Linked DNA regions of Ovis aries: region 2 is linked to region 1. The links are chromatin contacts, called in public Hi-C maps. All regions are on one chromosome and are shown on one strand. Each heading gives the region's core, a stretch centred on a gene start, on an enhancer-like site or on the middle of the called end of the contact. The rest is flanking DNA. Distances are from core to core; before and after follow the strand shown.

Evidence for each region. Hi-C and Micro-C count contacts between places; a contact is called where the count stands out from the background.
Region 2: a contact with region 1 is called in a Hi-C map of liver, with 2.1 times the contacts expected there. The contact joins the promoter of BRPF3 here to the promoter of SLC26A8 in region 1. A contact is called at or near these places in 5 of 16 Hi-C or Micro-C datasets (blood, hypothalamus, liver and 2 more).

Annotation. Positions count from the first base shown.
Region 1 is chr20:10,090,087-10,097,809 of ARS-UI_Ramb_v3.0, reverse strand. SLC26A8 (solute carrier family 26 member 8) reads left to right here and starts at 3,560. Exons shown (of 20, transcript XM_060403123.1): 1 at 3,560-3,890. It overlaps MAPK14 (mitogen-activated protein kinase 14), which reads right to left and starts at 2,995. Exons shown (of 12, transcript NM_001142894.1): 1 at 2,878-2,995. The coding sequence starts at 2,993.
Region 2 is chr20:10,225,431-10,233,153 of ARS-UI_Ramb_v3.0, reverse strand. It overlaps BRPF3 (bromodomain and PHD finger containing 3), which reads right to left and starts at 3,705. Exons shown (of 13, transcript XM_060403129.1): 1 at 3,471-3,705; 2 at 1-209. The coding sequence starts at 204. It overlaps LOC114109624 (a long non-coding RNA gene), which reads left to right and starts at 4,027. Exons shown (of 4, transcript XR_006057278.2): 1 at 4,027-4,404.

The DNA.
Region 1 (7,723 bases), core at 2,311-4,810:
CGCATACACCAGAGGAAGGGCATTTAAGTTCCTGTTTATATTTCCTTAAACTCACCACAAAGATCCTCCCCCGCCCCTTTCGTCCCTAAACCACAAAATCAATGCTTTGCAACACCGTACTCTTGAACAATTTTGCTTCATTTCCCCTCACTGACAGCGCACCAAGTTCCTTAAAGCTGCAAGCTTTAGTTTAGTTCCCTTTACCCCTTAAGAAGGAAAGGTATGTTTGTAAAACTCTAATACTCAAAGTTCTATTTTGATTTCTTGATCTTTCATTCACGATTAGTTATCATACTTGCGTTACTAGATACTTAGTACAAATGAAAACACTGAAAATTGGCTTATTATTTAATTTTTAAAGTTAACACATCAAAGTGTATCACACTTCAGAGCAATCAAATTAGGAAACTGACACATTATTTCAGTGATGTTGCATTCCTTGAAATACTTTCAGAGATTCTTTTTTGGAACAGACTTCAATCCAGTTCTACAAGTCCCACAGGAAATTCTGTGTCATTACTTTACGGTTACAACTCCTATTTGACCTCAAACAGTATCACCAGCCTGGCTGCCTGATCTTTTTCACCAGACTTGAGCCCAAATTCTCTAAATGATTTGGATTCAATCTAACTTCGTTATTTCCTAAAATCAAATCTGCTCTAAAAAAAAAATGAAGAGAGTGAAAAATAACACAGGCTCCAAAGTGGATTCTAAGAGAAGTTTAAAAAACATTTTTTTTTTCTGCCACACCTAAAAGCTGCTGACTGAAAGAACAACTTGAAATAACTACTCTGAATGAGATAACACATGTGAATGTAAATTCTGATATTTTCAATCCAAAATCAACTATACTTGTTTACGGTCAACTGTCACATAATATTGGTTATTTTTCTCCACCAATATGTTATAGGTTACACCTTAAACAACCTTAGCAGAACTGCCTCCACAGAAAGACACACAAGAAACTTAACAGGGGTGGTCTCTTGAGAAAAGAACTAGTCCAGCTGGACAAAGAGAATGGAAACTTTTCACTGTCTTTCTATGCCTTTTACATTTTATACAATGTGAATGTACTACCTACTTTTAAAAACCTGTTTAACAAAATTACTTCCAAGTGTCAGTTTTGATGGCTTCTATAAACCAGAAAAATAAAGCACTAAAAAATGTGGAGTTCATGTTTTATCAGCACTTCACTGGATCTCCAGTGCCAGGGCTGAGTTACTCACATCAACTGTAGGGAAACCTTGCAAGCAGTTCACTAACTCCCCACAGTTGAGCCGTATCACTCCACTAAAGTTTAAACAACAATGATAGGAAACAAAAATTCAGTACCACAAAAATTAATGTGTCAATTCCAGAATGAAAACTGGCCGTAAACAAGTGAGCTATTAAAGCAGCAATGATCCAAACACATCTTCGAAAATTAGCGAATCAACAGCACGCTATAAAAATGGAAAAAAGATGTCAAGCATAGGGCCATCAGCGACATCACTCAAGCAGCCTGAACTAGAAAACGCAATATGATCTGTTGCTGGACACAATTGCACAATCTCAATTACCCAGAAGATTCTACCAAACAGGAAATTCATGCTGGGGCTTTAAGAAACACAGGAATTATATTCAAAGATTACCAAGTCTAAAAGCCTGGAACCTGCCCCGAAACAAAAAACTAATTTTGTAGACCTCTTTGCAAATAATGCATGCACAGGAATTACATGAATTAGCTTCAGGTCAGCTCTCAAATTACACAAAATCTAAAATACAGTGTATAAAACCTTAGAAGTTAGAAAAGTTAGTGAACTGAGTCTGGAAATTTTACAGTAGCGTTTCATTTAAAAGACATTCATAGTGTGAATTAAAGCTGAAAAGTGTCTCTTCCTTCTTTTGCTATATATTCCATATCCCATGAAAACCATTATGTACCTCTCAGGCCTTAAGTGCAGATTAAGTTCTCTGCAAACCCTCTAAAGGACTTTAAAAACACAGTGTTTCACAAGAATTATCACGATTAAAAAATATTTATAATACATCGCAGCATTGTTAAAAACTTTTTGATCTTGAGGGCGTCCAACGGATCTGAACCTCACTTGCTCCAAAGGAGAAAATCGTTTTGTCAAACAATACTTAAATGAGCAGTGGTATGTGACTAATCAGCGAGGCCGCCAGCTTCTCAAGCTGCAGGCACTACCACCACCCCCCACTCTGCGAAAAGGAAATACGCTTTCAACTGAATCGGAAACACACCACTCAAGCTGGCACAGGGCTCACCGAGATAAAGTCGGTATTTTAAGCTCCCTGGATAGCTGCTAATTCAAGTGCGAATTCAAAAAGAACCCTTCTCAAAATGCAATTTCGACAGAGGTTTGCAAAAAAGCCCGAACTCAACGCCCTTCGTCCTCAGTTTTGTTCAGATGACCGCAGTCGAGCTTTGCCCTTCTGCTTCTCCGGGCAGCTTCCCGGGCTTGTCTGCTCCGAGGGCAGGCACATCTCGAGAGAGTCCTTCTGCTCGATGCCAGCAGGGAGAGACCTCCGAAGAGGGACCCCTGTTCCTGCCCCCGTAGCAGCACCGCCCCCCCACCCCCACCCCCACCCCCAAGGGAACGCGCAGGGTGCGAGTCAGGGCCCGGCTCCAACACCATCACCCACCGCCCACAGCGGACCTGCGTCCTACACACAGCTGACCATCTACGTGGGCGTGCAGGGTGGGGGTGCAAGGGGGACAGGGAGTGCAGGACAGGGGTCGAAGAGGGCTGGGATGCCCTCCCCCCAAGGAAAATTCCTGCCGCTGGGTGCATTGCTGAGCCGTGGGGGCAGGCCTGACTCCAGGGCATACGGAGACACCCGGCCCAGCGAGGCCCCCGGCCCGGTGACACTCACCACACAGAGCCATAGGCGCCGGAGCCCACCGGGGACAGGTTCTGGTAACGCTCGGGCACCTCCCAGATGGTCTTGTTCAGCTCCTGCCGGTAGAACGTGGGCCTCTCCTGAGACATCTTCCAGCGGTGGCCGCGGGGCGAGGAGGTGGCCCTTGCAGGGCCCCGCCTGCACCCGCACCCGCTTCCCCTGACCTCGTAGCCCGCCCGGCCGGGCGGGGACCCCTGCGCTGGCCGCCCGCGCAGGTGCGGCTGCGGCGACCCTGAAGAAGCCCGCGCGCGCGCGCGGCCCCTGTCAGCCGCAGCGGCTGGACGCGCCTCACCGACGGCGGGGGAAGCACTGCGAAGGGCCGGGGCACGCTCCGGGGCCCTGGGCTGGCGCCCCGCCCAGCTCTCCCTGCGCTCTCTCCACACCCGGCCGACTCCCGGCTGCGCGGCGGGGTCACAGCTCCAGCTGCAGCGCCCGCGGAGCTTCCAGTGGTCGCCTTTCCCAGAGCCAGCGAACAGGAGCCTCCCGCCGTGCTCTCGCGAGAACAGCTCCCGGACCTCTCCTCGAGCCGAGATTTTACCCAATATGGAACCTGCCCGCGGGAGGGGGGTTGATGAAGGGAGAGCTTGGGAGAAGTAATTCTCGCGAGAAGAGAGCAACAGCTGGCCCCTAGAGGCAGGAACTCCCAGGGATTGCTCTCCTTTAGCGCGCGAAGGCGGACCCGGGAAGGAGCGGAGAAGCAGACGATACAGGCCGCGCGCGCCCCATCGTGGTCGGCGGGGCAAGTGCTTGGCTCCCTGTTGGAAAGAGACAGTGACAAATCAATCGGGTGTCTGGGAAAAGAGCCAAAAGACCTTTAAACGGTGGGTAATCACCAGCAGCTGAGCACCTGCTCGGCGGAAAACCCCCAATTTCCAAGAAGTACTTGCATAAAAAAGAGAAAGATTCCGGCCAGAAAGCCGTTGTAGTCCCATCTGCTCAAGGACATACACTTACTCTTCGGAATGCTGACGAAATCTGTCTCAAAGGTAAATATTAGCCCTGAATTAAGGTTGAGGTTTTTCCACCCAGACACTTCTAGTAGTTCTCAAACTTTTACGTGCAGAAGAAGCACCTTGGGCGCTTAAAAATGAACAGCGAGTTTGATTAGATGGGTCCCAGAGGGACTCCAAGACTGTGCATTTTTACAAAATGCGCCAGGTTCAGAAAAGTTCTTGGTATCTCCCTTGGAGAAACATTTTAAAACCTTTACCCTGAAGGTTTGAAACTGATTCCTACCTTGAAGAGCTTCCAGCAAAGAGGGTTTTAAGAATTGTAATCATGCCTCTCAGAGTAAGAACAGTGCAGATAGTGGTTTTCTGGCAGTATCCTGTTGGGCAAGTCAATTGACCTTTCTTAGACCTTAGTTCCAGTTTATGCAAAAAAGAATTGCTGCCCTGAAATTTCCCACCTGAAAGCTGAACAAGATAATAAATGTGAATGGGCAAGGTATTATAACCCCATACCTTCATGTCACTATTAACTTATTCCTACCCTAAAACTTGTTTCAATAAGCAGAATTGGACCCTATCTTATTCTTGGTCATTTCTTTTAGAACTAACTGGGCTCAAGCCAGGACACTTCCCATCACTATCCATGACTATTCTCTTTTGTGTTATGCATCCCTTGAAGTGCTCAAATTTTGCCTATCTTGTCCCAGCATCTAGCTCAGGGCCTCGAACATAGAAGTTACTCCATAAGTATTTGCTGAGCAAATTATGAACAAGGACATGATCTCAACTAAGGTGGCATTGCAGGATCCTCAGCTGTCAAGGAAAAATAAAATAAAACCCAAAACAAGGGTCGTAGGTGATCTGCGGAAAGCTTTCTTTGGATTCAGTGTGACAGCCTAGATTCTCTTGCCTTAGAAGACATGTTGCTTAAAAATGTTCCAAGCCAAACTGCAGATAGTGAGCTTTCTAAGAAGTATTGGAGGTAGGAGGAAGCAAGAGCAAAAATGCAGCTGTAAAGATATGAGAGGTAAGAGTAGGGGATCAAGGTGAGTGCATGGATAAAAGGGGGAAAACTTGGAAGCTGGAATTCTAAGAAATTCATGTATTTATCCAACAAATTGGGATGATGACATGAGAGTGAGCAAAAGAATAAAGATGAGCAATACACTCACTCACTCAGCAAATATATATTGAATGCCTACTAGGTACCAGGCACTTCTAATGGGAAGTTGGTTGAAAGGCAGATAGCGGCTGCCTACGTGGAGCCTACAGTGAGTAGTGGCACAATCATTCACTTCTTCAACACAGATTTATTGAGCACTTACTAGATCTACCACATTGCTCTGGCACCAATAATACAGCAATTAAAGAAAGACATAAAAATTCCTGCCCTTCTGGGGATGAGACAGATTACAAACGGTATAGGTAGGGACTCCCTGTTGGTCCAGTGGCTCAGACTCCATGCTCCTGGAGCAGAGCCCCTGGGTTGATCCCTGGTCGGGGAACTAAATCCCACTTGCAGCTAGGAAGATGGAAGGTCCACTTACTGCAACTAAATCCTGATGCAGCTAAATAAAGACGTAAATGTATTTTTTAAAGCCGTAGGTAAAGTGAATAATATATTAGACATTACTACAGTAATCAAGCAAGTGGAAAACTGCAACTGGGCAAAGAGGGAATGCAGACACAGGGAGAGGCAGTGACAGGGACTGAGCTTCAGAAGGTTAAGGGGTCTTGGGGGGAGGAGCTGGGCAGGAGGGCGTCCTTCAGTCGGGGTTGGAGATCTCGGGGACCCTCTTAGCCTCCAGTTTCCTCCTGCGTTTTCTGTCCACAAGAGTTGTCGGGAGACTTAGGGTGCATCACTTACGCCAAGTGCGGCGCGCGAGGCCTGGCATCAAGGAGGCCCGCGGGTTCGGCCGCAACGGCTCGGGAACCGCCGGCGTCCGCGTCCGCAGCGCCGCCTGCCCGGCCGGAGCTGCCTCCGGCTCCAGCGCCCGCCCTCCCGCCGTAGCCCGGGAACCAGGTGAGCCGAGGGACCAGGGAGCCGCCCGGGGCCGGGGCTTCAGGTGGTGGCGGCGGCGGGGCCCGGGCTCCGGCGTTGGGTGCGGGGACCACTCCCCCCGGCCCCGGCGTTATACTCGGAAGTCCCCGGGCCACTGTCACCGCAGGGTCAGGCTCGTCGAGGGCACTCAGTCAGTGTTTGCGGAATGAATGAATGACTGTCCTCCCTGGGAGCTTCTCTCTCTGTGCGGTCCCTGCTTTTGAAAGTCCATGAGGAAAGACGGCGCGTGCGTTTGGCAGGCTGACTCCTTCCACACTCGTTGGTCTGAGCCGTCATAAGCCCCAGAACTGGCCTGCTGCCGGAGCCTCCCCCTGATCAACGCACCCCGCTGCCATCCTCCTCCCGAGGCTTGATGCCCAGTTGCGCGCCTTCTGCTTTTTAGACCTCACTGGTGTCGTTCTTGTTCCTTCTAACTGAGTCCCTACTCCCACCTCTCAGCCCCTTGTTCCTTTCAAGTTCTGTTGATGGATCGCAGCAGCCCCTTCTTCAACATCCCCAGCCCAACAATGAGTTTCTCTCCAGCCAGCCCATTGGTAATACTCTCACCAGGTCGCATTAAAGGCAGTTGTCTGTGTGTCGGATGGTCAGCTCCTTGAGGGCTGTCCTCTGATCATTCATCCCCAGCCACCAGACCAAGTGACGGAAACGTACTGAAAGCAATGCCCTTTGCTTGTGCCTTTCTTTTTCACATACATTCCACCATAAAAGCATAGTTAGAATGGGCAAAGGCCTGTTTTTTTCTCATGGAATTACAAATATTTATTTTGAAATTCTGAAAGTGAATTTTCCTTTCCCACGATTATAGAGAACACGTGAAAGCCGACCATATGAAAGGATAATCTTGAAACTAAGTTTCAGGATTTCACATCAATTGGGGTAACAGAAAATTGGGTTGAATTGGGTTGTGTTTAAATATCTTACTCTTGGCTTTTAAAGTGCTTTTAGCACCTTATGTAAAAGAATCAGTGGATGGCTGGATGGTTAGGGGTAGTATGTGGATGAAGGAGCTAGGTCAAAAGTGCCTATATTAACAGTGCTCCAAGTTTAATCCTGATTGTCCGACTGAATAAAGATAATTAGCTACATTTACAGTGGTCTTCATACTTCACTGTGTACCAGAATCATCTGGAGGGCTTCTTAAAACAGACTGCTGGTCCATCCTCAGAGTTTCTGATTAATTGTGTTTTGTTAGGTAGGGCCTGAGAATTAGCATTTCCAACAAGTTCCCAGATGATGCTGTTGTTTGTAAGACCAAGTATGGGCTATAGAGATTAATTTCTATTAATTAGTAGTGAATCCAGATGCCCCAAATTATGTCACCTTTGTAGAATATGAAAATGAAACCTAAAGTTGTTCAGATCATGGCCCACCCACCTGAATGTTTTTGTCTGCTGGCAGGAAGCATCAGGGAATGTTAGGAATCAGTAAGACACAGTCCCTCTTGTGTTGTGTCTCAGCTGAAAGGTCATTATCCCACCAGTGTGGTTCGGATGACCTTCTTCTGAAATGCATCATCTTCTCCACATTAAAGTGCATCTGCCACTTGTCAGTAATAGCTTCTGATCATCATGCTTTAAAGAGAAGGGTCGTGTTAGTGAAGAAAACAAGCCAGTAGGTTTTCTGTGAAGTCAAGAAAGACTAGTGGAACTGAAGAAATTCCAGAGATGACTGCTGGAAACAAAACAGTAACTGAAAGATGTTTTCCCTTGCTGCCTTTAGCCAGTTATATGGTAAGCCCTTTGAAGACAGCTTTCCACCCACCCCTCCTAGCCACTCAGACTGTGGTCCCTGAGTTGTGACTTGATTG
Region 2 (7,723 bases), core at 2,456-4,955, 140 kb before region 1:
GGCAGTCAACTCATCCTCTGTGATGATCTTGAGCGGATCATAGATGCTAATACGATGCAGGCGTCCATCGATGTCCACCTCCACAATCCGCTGGGCCTGGGCATACGTCAGGGTCTCCCGAGTGGGTGAGCACTTCAGACTATAGGGGGATGGGGAGCGCCGGCCCTCGGCATTCGGCCGCGACTTCCGGCGAGGCTTCCTCATGGCACCTGGGAACCAATGAGACAGACCTAAGGAGAGAAGGCCAGGAGACTGAGCTGGATGGTTAGGCACGCATGCACTCATTCACCTTTCCTTCTGATCAGGTGGCCACTGGTAAACTGGCTATTTCCTCAGCCTGAGCACCCTACCCTTCAGGCATCATTTATAATGGCTTGCTCCTTCACCTCTTCCAAGCCTTTCCATAAACAGTGCTTCTCAGTCAGTCCCTCTCTGACCATTCTACCCAAAACTGCAAATCTCTTTCCCTCATCAGTCATCTTTCATCCTGCTTTGTTTTTCACTGTTACTTACACTCACCAATTTTTGCTGTGCTATTTAATTTACTTATTTGCCATGTATATTTTCTTCCTTCCACTAGAATGTGGGCTTTCCAGGTGGAACTGGTGGTAAAGAACCTGCCTGTCAATGCAGGAGATGTAAGATAGAAGAGATGCAGGTTCAATCCTTGGGCTGGGATCCCCTAAAGGACATGGCAACCCACTCCAGTATTCTTGGCTGGAGAATCCTGTGGACAGAGGAGCCTGACAGGGTACAGCCCATTGGGTCGCAAAGAGCCAGACACAACTGAAGTGACTTAGCACAGTACAGCACTAGAATGTAAGGTCCATGAGGAGAAGGATTTTTGCTTGTCTTGTTTCCTGTTGTATCTCCAACAAGTGTTAGCTGAATGAAACGAGAAGCCAAACATACGTTATCCCTACCCTTGAGGAGCTCTGTCTGACTGAAGGGACAAAAAAGTACAGATCACTACAGGGAAACATGGGGAGAGAGCTAACGTTCTAATAATGTACATAAGGCTGTGGGACAGCTAACTATGAAAAACGGGGGTGGTGGTTAAGGCTTAGGAAAGGAGTAAACAAGAATAGCATCCATTTATAAGCTCTACACATGAACAGTGTAGAGCCATGAACAGTGGCCCCCATGGGGGATCAAAAATCATAGGTCTAGAGCCCTTTCCCAATCGATCTTACCATGATCAGAAACCCTATCCCCTGATCACACTCAGGGGTGAACGGGGTGAAGGTACCTGAAATGTCTACCACATGTGGTCTAAGCACTTCAAACTACAATGTGCAGGGTATTCTCTGCAAAAGACAGCATTCATGATGCATTGGTTAGAACATCTCCAAGCAGAAACCCCAGAAGCTCTGGGAGTGGCCTCAAGTGGCCTATATGGGACTCTCACTGGACCCAAGGCCAAGATAATGAAGGTAATATCTGACATAAACTCTCAATGTATCTGTTACTTCAAAGTCCCTCTCTCCCAAAATACATCGTCTACCCCTGTGCAACAAGGAGAAAGCTCTAAATTTTTCTCACATTGTTTTCTGGGATGGAGAGAATTATGACAAGCTCAGAAGGAGCTGTGGTTGCAATTACTGAGGCTATCAGTGCTAGAAAAGACCTTTGAGGATATGATGCCCTGAGGTATAAGCAGAGACTTGGAAGGCTATGAACAAGGAGATGATTTTAAGGAGACAAAACAGAATCTGCCCCTTTGGTTGCAAGATCTACCATCTTTATAAAGTGTAGATGGTGATGATAATGTAACACACTTTTCTATAAAGCCCTTTTGCTTTTAATACTGTTCACAACTGTTTTGGAAGGTAGAATAGATATCCTCATCCCCAATTTACAGATGAAGAAACAGAAGCTCAGAAAGGTATTATTCCACACAATGCTAGTTAACGATAAAGCTACAATTCAAACCCAGATCTTTTGATCTGCTCAATTCATCTCACTAGGATGTAAATACACCACAGAGATGTCATGGTCTGGTACAAAAAGAGGCTCTGAGGCAGTGCAGATTGTAATCTTGGCCCAGTGTGACCCCCAAGAAAGTCACTGAATCGTTCTGTGCCCCCCTACTTCATCAGCAAAATGAAATTAATCTCTCAAGGGTTGCTACTTGTTAATAAAGTACCCTTACCATTCTTGCTCAAAATGCCTTTCAATCCCAAAGTGTGACTGAAACAAAAACAAACAAAAAACAACTTTACTGAGGCACAGTGCCAGGCAAGCACAAAACGTATTTGGAACCAAAGGAAAGAGAATCATCACAGCAATTCTGTGCAGGTTCCAGAGACCCTTGGCCACTCCATGCCTGACAAACGCCAACTCCCTGGGGGGCAGCCCACGCTAACAGACCTGCTTTATTACCCTCCCCCCTCCTTCAATGGCGTGGAGACCCCTCCAGAGTAAAAATCTACCTCAGTACTAACTCAAAATGGCCCAGAGAGCAGATGAAGCCCCTCCTTTGTCAAAGTCATGGTATATTGCCCCTCCCTACCCGCTATCTGCTACCTCCTGGGCAGCTCGTAGCTCGGGTCTCTCTCAGCCGGGCGGCAATATCTACAGAGACTTCTGCTGTCCTACCCAAGACGCTGGGGGGCAAACTCCAGAGGGGGAAGGGCTGCTGCTGAGGAAAAGAAGTTTCGCCCGCAAGGAGCTTACAGTCTAGTTTTTTGGCGGGAGTTTCTCATCCCACACAGCCCTTCCCACATATAGAGCTTCAAATACCTCCCAACACCCTCAGGGGTCTACCTGGCACCCCCTGAGCCCCGCCTCGCCCACTCCACACAGGTCCTCGAAGAACGAGCTTCTGCAACTAGACTGTTGCCCCTGCACCCCACACGAAATACTCATGAGACAAGAGAGAACCCCAGCCAAAGCTCCCTGCCCCTTTAAAGGGGCACCTCTTCCAGAAGAATCTTAATCCTTCAGCGGAGAAAGGAGGGAAATAACATCTCCTCACCAAAGGGGAGGGGGCGAGCGCGCCAGAGACAGACTGACGCGGAGTCCGACCCTCAGACAGAGAAAGCTAGCGCCTGCGAATGAGCGGGGCACACAGGCGAGAGCCCATTGGCCACCTCACCTACCCGTCAAGAGGAACTGGGGGGCCAAGGGACGTTCAGGGGGTGGAAATCTCCTCCGGTCTGACCAATTGGAGAGTGTGGAGGGGGCGGGGCTCGGTGGCTTGGCTTCCAGGACCGGGGGGAAAACAAGATGGCGGCTGCGGGAGGGGGTCCTCGCTTTTCAGCTCCCCCCCTCACTCGCCTTCTCCTTCCCCGCCGCCACCCTGGCTCCAGGAGAGAGCTTTCGCGCGGCCTTCGTCCCTGTCGGGAAGCCCCTCGCTTCCCTCCCCCACCCCGCTCAGTCCCTGATCTCCATAGGCCCTGCTGCCCTCGCCCCCGCTCCGTCTGGCCCCGCTGCCGCCCCCATTACCTCAGCCGCCGGCCCGGCCCTACCGTTCGGGACCCCTGGGCGCGGGCGGGCCAGCCGTCTAGCAGGTTGGCGCGGCCCGGGGAGCGGAGCGCGGCCTCCTCCCGCGCTGGCTTCCGCGGCCACCGCCGTGCCCCCTCCCGGCCCGCGCTGGGGCCCCGGCCCGGCCGCCGCCGCCGCCGCTCCCGGGGGAGGAGGGGGAATGGAGCCGCCGCCGCCGCCGCTGCCGCCACGGAGCCCGGCCGAGGGGAGGGAGGGATCAGCCCCCAGGCAGGATCCGCCCCTCCGGCCTCCCCCCCTCCCCCCGCCACCTCCACCCCTTCCCTCGCTCCCTCTATGGCTCCGCGGGCTCTCCCGCTGAACGGGATCGAGAGCGCGAGAGGGAAAACAGGGGAGAGAAAAAAAAAAAAAAATCCCCCCGCCCGTACCCGGCGCGGCGGCGGCGGCCGGGGCGGTGCGGAGCGGAGCGCGGAGCCGCTGCCGCCACAGGGCACGGTCCCCTGCTCGGCCTCACGGTGGCGGTGCGGACGCGGCAGGGGCGCGGAGCAAAGGCGGGATCTGCGCTCGCCGCAGCCCGGGTTCACCCCGGCCCGGCTCGCCTCCTTCGGGGCGAGCCCGACCAGAGAGCTGGAGGACGTTCGGATCCAGCTGGGGAAGACACAAGTCCCTAACTCCTCTTAGAGTGGTTGGTCATCCCCTCTCCCCAGCCCTGCGGGGGAGGAGGCTAAGGTTTGGAGCGACAGCCCCTCTCCCCGAGCTAGAGGGTCTCTAAGCCAAGAGCAGTCATTGAAGACAAAATCGGTCTGCAGTTTTTCTGTGGTGCAGGTGCCTGCACTACTTGTAGAAGTCGTCCCCACCCCACCCCCGTGTTCCAGTTCAGAGGACAAAGGTCTATCGATGTCCATACCTTCCCCCAGTGAGGACAACCGGGGAAGACCTGCCTGCCCCTCTTGTGTACAGGTGAGCGTCTTATTCCCCACCAGACATCCTTTATAAGAATCAGACCTGACTTTTCTTCCTCTCCCTTCTGGGTTTTTAAAAGCGTAAACATAGAAGTTTGACAGTCTTACTTAGGGACGTCTGGTAACTCATTTGTCACCATAGACACGGGAAACACTCTCCTTATACCTGTTGGCTAGGAGTCGGTTAATTTAATGCAAAAGCGGTTTCCTAATAGATGTTCAGACTCTCAGGTTTCAAAAATCAGCCCGGCTTTTGCTTTCGTATATAAATTCAAGAAAAGGGCGCGTTTGCCACCCCTCTTTTCCTATAAATTGGAAAGCTTACCGCATATGACTGAAGTCTTAAGCACCAATATTTAACGATGTTTATAAAGGGTGTATGGATAGACTGCCTTTAAATGTGAAGATGAATGACATGTTTTGAAAGCGATACCTCTGCCCGCGCTGGTGGTGCAGCTTGGTAAGACTCACAGTTTCTTGCTTGGTTCTGATGATCAACAACACAGATTGTAGAGTCAGAGGATGAAGAATAAAGGCTTTAGGACCCAAGTCTTCCAAATGTTTGAACTGAACCAACTGCAACTTTTGAAGTATAGATGTTTATCATTCTAAGGAATTTAAACATTGTATTTTGAATTTGAAAGTTTGATTAAAGACGCTCATTTGTATAACAAAGATGTTTTCCTGATTACATGATAGTACCTTCTGACAAAGTAATAGCAAAAATACTTTCTTAACCTTTAAGCCAAGAAAGGGCAGGGCATTGTTTTGAAAGCTGTGATGGTAAAATAGTATGAATTAATGTCAGGTGTTTTAAGGCTAGGGGGAATAATCATTTGGAGGGGAAATGTGGAAAAAAGATGATTAACTGTAGAAAGGAAAGCCCCAGAGACAAGAGACTATTACAATTACTTTTAGTTAAAGAAGCAAGAACACTGAATTTCATTCCTTGTTCTTTTAAAATGTGAACTATAACCATTTCTACATATAACTAGTAACTTTTATTTCTTGATGGATGTTCTCACATTTTATTTAGTACAATTCTCATTGGTGTGATTGGGAGCTTTTTCCACTAAAGTTAATGAAAAATACTTTGAGGAAAATGTATTTAAATGATTTTAAATGCTGTTGAAAATGCACTGTTAAGCTGTTACATATAATTTCCAGGTTTTTCTATTCGAAGACTTCATAGAAGACCTTATTCAGCCTAAATGTTTCTTTTCTATTTTCAACGTCCACTTTCTTAATGGTAACATTATAGTTGTCCTCACTTATATTTTTGACATTTGAAATTGGTTTCTGTTAGTATAACTGCATATATAACTGGTTCACTATAATGTAATTTTAAATGTAATGTGGGACAATTATGTCATTAAAAACAATTTTGGAACATGTATCAAAAATTCCAGAGGCACTAAATTTAATTCAGTTTAATCTTTAGCTATTTTGAAGTGTTTAAATTCACCAGCCCTTGGCCTTTCCATTAAACCATACAGCAGTTAAGTTCAACAGACAGAGGCACAGACCTTTGATTCCCAATAGCAGTTTTTAATATCCTCCATTTTTTAAGTAGAGACTAACTTAATTTTGAGTAGGAGATTGTTTTACCACTTACACCCAAAAAGGGAACCATGAATACAAAAAGTGTCCCCTTAATTTTTTCTTCCAGCATCTCAGGATATCTTTGTCAACAATTTACTATTATCATTAGTTTACTGAGGCAAGAAACCTCTGATGGGTCAGATACAATACCTACTGGATTAATGAAATATATGTGAATAAAAGAGAATAGACTTTGATTGTTAAATTATTTTTAATAGAATATTCTTTCTTTAGACCTTGGCCAAAAAATTCTAAAGCCTAAGTGGGAAGAATATGGGAGGTTGGAATCATTGTGATAGTTTTATGCTGTGATGAAAATGCTTTCTAAGAATATGTTCTTAGAAAAAGGAAAAAAAAATAGCTGTGCTAACAACAAGCTTTAAACTGAATACCACACTCTCTAAATTTAATTCCATTCACTTATTCCTATAACAGACATTTACTGGACACCTCCTCTGGGTCCAACACTGTAAAAGTTGCTTTGGAAACTAATGACAAAATTTCAACCTATAAAGGGCATAGTGATCATATGTAAACATAGAGTCTGTGTGGGTTTTTTTTTTTTCCCTTAAGTAGTATGCAATCAAGATGGTAGCTAGAAATAATTAGAAAATATATGCAGGAGAAATTAAATAAAGCAGTGAACAGTGTAGGGTTACTACTATTCAAATGAAGGATAGGAGACTTCTTTTAGCCTGGTTCTAAATAGTGATGGATGTGACTTGGAGAAAAGAATATAGAATGACATTATTAGACTGGTGCCTGGGCAGCCCAGGCAAAGGGACAATATGCAGGAAATAAGGAAATTATCCTCGCTGGTCTGTATGGGGAAGATGTTAAAAGAGAAAAAGTTGAATTAGATATGAGATATGGCAAGGGTGTAGGGATAATAAAAATAATAGCTAACACTTACTTGCAAGATACTGTGCTTAGTGCTTTACACACATATTATTTAATATCTTGGTTGAACTTAGAAAACAAACTAGTTTAATTAATAAAGGAAATCTGTTGATTCTCATAACCAGAAAATCCAGGGGGGCATCTGGTTTTAGGTAAGGTCAAGTCAAGAAATTCAGATTATGTCATTGGGACACAGTCTCTTGCAGTCTCTCAGCTAGCCTGAACTAATAGCTGTGGCCGAAAGGACATGATATTCTGATGAGACTGTGGTCATTGTTCACTACCAGAACCAGAGGACGTAGGCACAAGATAATTCTCCAAAGAGATAGTGGCCACTTTTAGAAAATAGGTCCAATATGCTTGCTGTATCTCATTTGTCTGTAACTCTATGAAATTATTATCATGGTCCCCATTCCACACAAAATAAACTAGAGCCGGCAAAGTATTAGGTAAACTAGGAGGAATTTACTCTAGGTAATTGGGTGGTATGAAAATAAAAGGATACTAACCAGAGTGGTGGAAGAGATGGTAGAAAAAGAGGAGGGAAAGGAAGGGTCAAATCAGAAGACAAATCAACAGTTTTTTTGAATGATTGGACATAGGAACAAAGGAGAAGATGAAAGACAAATCTAAGAGAAAAAAGGAATCTAAACTCAAATTTAGGAGGTTTTGACAATGCTGGTAGGGTCATTGCAAAGTAAGAGGTGGCAAAGTGTTACTCAGGAGTTCCTTTTGGGTCTGAGGGTCTGAGGATTGAGGAAATGATGTCAGCTCAAGTTCTCTGGAGCCTCTTTTAGTGACACTGAAATACATAT